Regions from separate parts of the Arachis hypogaea genome. Here region 1 is linked to region 2. The links are chromatin contacts, called in public Hi-C maps. All regions are on one chromosome and are shown on one strand. The core of a region is the stretch at or near the end of the contact, and the rest is flanking DNA. Distances in the headings are between cores, read along the strand shown.

Region 1 (2,700 bases), core at 49-2,548, 310 kb after region 2:
ATTTATTATTTTTAATTAAATGGTTATTTTTTTATTTGATTTACTCATATACAGTTAATAATAACTAAATATTTAATTTATTAGGTGTGCAGATAATTATCCTAATATTAAAATTTACGAAATAATTTAAAAATAAAATATTTTTTTAGGTCAATTCTAAAATCTATTATTCACACTATTTATAAAAGTGATTGTTTATTTAGCAAAACTCTTAATTTATTATTGCATTTTAAATTTTTAATGAATGTAAGGGCGGGTGGTGAGCGATAATGGTGGAAGAAAAAATATAATAAGAATAAAAATGAATAATCTGAACACAAATTTAGGATATAATTGAAAATATCTAACATTTTAAATATGAATTCGATTTTTTTTATGTATTATTAGTTTAAAAATATGCATAAATAAATAATTATATATTATCATATTAACAGAAATAATAAATTTTTAAATTTATTATTTAAAAATAATTAAAACACATACATCTGATAAACTCTTTTACACGGTTAATTTATTAAAAATAAAGCCATGCTAAAAGATAACACTTTTAACATAAAAAAAGGTTTACTAACTAGAATTTCTCTTTGTTGATGATTGGTGAGATGAAATATATACTAACAAAAAATAGTATGAGTTAATAAATGTTATGATTTATAGTCATTAATTAGTTATTATTAGTGTTTTTATTTGGAAAATAAATTTTTTTAAGTTAAAAAAAATTGAAAGTGTAAAATATGATTTCTAACTTTTCATTATTCTTTCTCTCATATTTATCTTTAGTCTCATTTATAAAATTAATGATAATAAAAAATCACACTTTACTCCCTCAATTATTAAAAAATTCAAAGAATCTATTCTATTATAAAATTTTATCCAATAATACAAAATTACTATTTTTTTACGAATTAAATACTAATATAATTTTAATAAAAATACTAAAATTTGAGACTTTTACTACATAAAAATTAAAGTCACACGGCGAGTCCACGACGATAGCGGGGCATACTGCATGACGACTGAAGGTTTATAATTTATATATAAATAAATAATAAATAATAATTTATAAATTTTTCATAATAAATAATAATATTATGACGACTGAGTTTATTATTTATTTATAAATATTCGAGCAAAGAGTGACTTGTGACGCGAAGAATAACTGAATAACCGAACGTGGCGTGGGATGGGTTGGTGAATAAAATGTGAATTAGTTACAAAAAGGGGTGACAAAGACGAAAACGGACTTCCATTGAAATTGAAGTCCTTCTTCCCTCAGACTTCGAAGGGTTCAAACTCTTGTCAACGCGCGCTCACTCACTCTCTCACACTCTTCTCTCTTTCTTACCCTTCACCTCCGAAACGGTTTTCTCACTCTCACATCTATCTCACCGCACTTCTCTCTACACTCACCTCTATATTTCTGCCTCTTGCAGATTATTTTTCCTCTTGTCTCTTTCTTTCGGATTTCTGTTCTTGCATCTTGGATCTCGCTTCAAAATATATAATGCGCATACAGAGACTCTACCATCATCCAAAACCACAATGTGATTCTCCGATCCCTTACCTTTGATCACAGGTACGAACAATAACGCGTGAATTTCTACAATAATCAATCCAAGATTTTATAAACATATTCAAACATTCTCACGTTCTTGGACGGTAGTAACCATTTCTTGCAATATAATGCATATTGATTGATATATGAGTCTCATTCCTATTATTGAAGAATAATAATTTGTGTTAAATTTGATTTTACACATGAGATCGGAGTTGAATTTTCCTAGATCGTATCTAGCTAGAGATCGATAATTTAACTTGGATTTTTTGTGGGAGAAGTGAATTAAATAACTGAGTGGTTGAGTGAGAACTGCAGGAAGAAGAGGATACGGAATAGAGAGATAGATCTACACGGTATAAACAGAGCGAGGCACGTGCATAAAGAAGAATGTCGCAACTAGACCGAGTAATGCCGCCGCCCACGTTGGTGAGGCGGGGTTCAAGGAGTGCCTCCACCACCTTCAACATGGAGGTTTTCGACAACGAAGTGGTGCCGTCCTCACTCGCCTCCATTTCTCCCATTCTACGTGTCGCCAACGAGATCGAAGCCGAGCGTCCCAGGGTTGCCTATCTATGTACGTAACGGATCGATAATAATAATAATAATAATAATAATAATAGTGATTTCGTGATATTGAATTTTGAAATATGATGTGCAAATTAATGTTGCTGAGCGCGTAATGACGATTGGCAGGTAGGTTCTATGCCTTTGAGAAAGCGCACAGGCTGGATCAGACCTCCACCGGCCGTGGCGTTAGGCAGTTCAAGACGCTGCTGCGGCAGCGATTAGAGAGGGTAAGCCTGTAGTTTCATTTGCTTCGATTTTATCAACTGACTCTGCATTATGCATTTCAAGCGAGAATGAGGACTGCTGAGGCTTGAGTATGACTGTATGAGTATACCGTGCGTGAAACAAACACAGCACATGAATGCTCTAATCTCCCTTCATGCAAGAAGTCCATGCATATATTAGATTAAACATCTAGGTATACAGTAAAATCTTTAATTATTAATATAAAATATATATTTATATATAAATATATGATATTAATTTTAATGTATAAATAATATTTTTAATCAATATTCTTTGGTATCAATAACTTTATTGTGTTTTTGTTGTAGTGAATGCTGTAGTAAGATTAT
Region 2 (2,700 bases), core at 79-2,578:
ATACGGGAACCCCATAAATTATACACACTATATACCTTTTTTTGTTACAACACTCGCATTATTAACTAACATTGACATCATCCATGCCTACTTTGGCACCTGAATCCACTTGGATTTGAGCAATTTGAGGAGCATTCTGGTCTTTGATTTAGTAGTGGTGGCACAATGACTCTGCATAAGCAACAGCAACTTTGTCATAACCCCAGCACCAATGGCTTGTTCTCTTGCACTCATATAATCTCCACAAACAATGGAAAGTGCCTCAACAGCACTATCACTGCAATCTTGATCACATTTTACACTGAACACCAACTTCACCAAAGTATCAACCCCGTTTGGGTGACTCACCAATGTCTCTCTACCACTCTCTAGCTCCAATAGTTTTACTACTATTCCCATTGCTATTGAAGTCACAAGTTTCTTGTTTTGTCCTCTAATTTGAGTAATTTCATTACCTGATGATGATGAAATCATTGAAATGTATGTTATGATCCCTTCTATTGCTCCTTCTCTCACCAAACTCTCTCTGTTGGAATTCAATGAACACAGTGCTAAAATGGCCTTAACTGCATCCTCAGAAGCATCACAATTTTGAACAAGTACTAAAACAATCTCATGCACTAGTTTCTGAGTGTTTCCGAAAACATAACATAACTCTTGTGTTGTCTCAGATGATGATGCTGACTCTATAATATGACACAAGCTAGATTTAACAGTAATTGTGCCTTTTTCAAATAACACCACAAATGTTGCTAATTTAGACTCATCATCTTTGATAATATTTAGAGCCTCCAAATCATAACCAAGATGCAGCAGTTTCACAATGCAACCAAGTGCAATCTCTATAAATTTCATGTGATCATTATTTGATACAACATGAGATTCTTCTATTGTTCCTCCTCCAAAAACTAGTTCCAGGAGCAGAGGCAAAAGACCAAGTTGTACGAAACATGATCTGCTGAAAGAACTATACTCACCAGAAAAGAAGACATTGATTTTCTCAAGTACTTGGAGCTTGTTCTCTAAGGTATCATCCTCTTGAGATTGAAGGGTGTGTTTCAAAGCAGCTAGAGAATCAATAGTTGCAGAGTTACCAGGGTGAAATTGAGGACCAAGTTGAAGCCACTGGTGGATCAAGTGGCGGAGGGTGTGATTGGGAACAATGGAAGGGTCATGGAGCTTCTGCATTGTGACAGGGCATATCAGGTTACCTGTACCTAACCATTTCTCTATGCTTGATCTGTCATAGGTTTGACCCGTGCATAGAGTCACTGGATCTTCAAACAAGTCCAAACTGATAGGGCATCTGAATAAGTGTGGAATGGTCATTTCAGGTTCACTCATGGAAAATTAAAGATGTTTGATTGATGATTCCAAGTCAAGTAACAAAGAAGAAAAAATAAACAGCTGTTAGATCTCAAAAGGTGCTTTTATTGAGTTCTTGACATATGATGTGGGGCTTAATTTCGGGAAGATATTAAAAATGGTATCAGAATTAAAGTAGAAAATCCTTTTCTCAAGGCTTGAGTTGAGACGAGACACAAAGGAGAAGAATGAGAACAGAAACTAAAGTGGTGAGTGAATGATACGTTGGAAGTGGGATGGTGGAAAACAACTGAGAAATGAATGAAAGATATAATAATATAATTATTATATTATTAAAAGTGAATAAAATAAATACCAATTACCATACATTAAATAACAATATTCTTATAGAACTATTTGAAAAACCATCTATCAAGTACTATTAATAGGTACCACTATTAGTTACATTTTTTAAAATTTCATTATCATTAATTTTACTTCATTAACCATACATTTTTTGTACAAGTTAATAATCAACCTTGCAAAAAGAGTAATTGCAAAAGAACGAGTCTGATTATAGCAAAGTGGGATGGTAACTAAACGTAGTACTAATACCAAAAAGGCAAAGCCTAATTGTAGTATATTACTTTATCAACCAGTCAAACAAGAAATTGAAAACAAAAAGAAAAGGAAGAAGAAAAGAAATCAATGCCGTCAAACTGGCCAACTAAAATGGAGAAATTTATTGTTGTTAATATATTTAAAGTTTGATTAAATACACTTACAGGGACAACTGTCGCGTGGCTTTTGTGAGAGGGAAGGGGGGGGGGGGGGGGAAATGATCTTCGCGTAGATTAAAAAAAAAATGTATTTTTTAACGTTCCATATTTTTATAGTCTATAAGAAATATAGTGTAATCGAACAAACTTTTTATCAGATTTCCTAGTTTTCATAAGTGAATTGTATTTTTCATCTTCATTAAGTCATTTGCCAGCAAGCAATTTTATTTTTAGTTTCCCACAGTATCCTCCAACCCGGTAGATTAAGGACTAATTCGTCGCGGTACTGAACTCCATTTAAGGGTTTGTCGCTGGCCAATGGGTTGCCAATTTTATTTAATCCACATCTTTGTCACACGAGTAGGTGGGGCAAAAGCCTATTAACTTGGTTTAGTGTTTTAATTCGCCTAGAACAGCAGGTGAGTTTGGCCACAGGGAGAAACTGGAATTGACAAAGAGGCAAACGACTGATTTATACTAGTACTAAATATTTCTAGTGTGTAAAAATTCTTGCCTTTGAACACTATTTTGTCTTCCACTACTCAATCGAGCTCTCTAGTCCACTATCTAGTGAAAGCAATCTTGGTGGCCGTCATTTATTTTCCGTTATGTCAAT

The links. Hi-C and Micro-C count contacts between places; a contact is called where the count stands out from the background.
Region 1: a contact with region 2 is called in a Hi-C map of an unstated tissue, with 6 times the contacts expected there. The contact joins the promoter of LOC112791117 here to the promoter of LOC112791111 in region 2. A contact is called at or near these places in 3 of 8 Hi-C or Micro-C datasets (leaf and an unstated tissue).

What each region holds. Positions count from the first base shown.
Region 1 is chr3:120,431,162-120,433,861 of arahy.Tifrunner.gnm2.J5K5, forward strand. LOC112791117 (callose synthase 5) reads left to right here and starts at 1,299. Exons shown (of 43, transcript XM_025833838.3): 1 at 1,299-1,576; 2 at 1,874-2,132; 3 at 2,252-2,352. The coding sequence starts at 1,946.
Region 2 is chr3:120,119,010-120,121,709 of arahy.Tifrunner.gnm2.J5K5, forward strand. LOC112791111 (U-box domain-containing protein 26-like) reads right to left here and starts at 1,329. Exons shown (of 1, transcript XM_025833831.2): 1 at 88-1,329. The coding sequence starts at 1,329. The coding sequence ends at 88.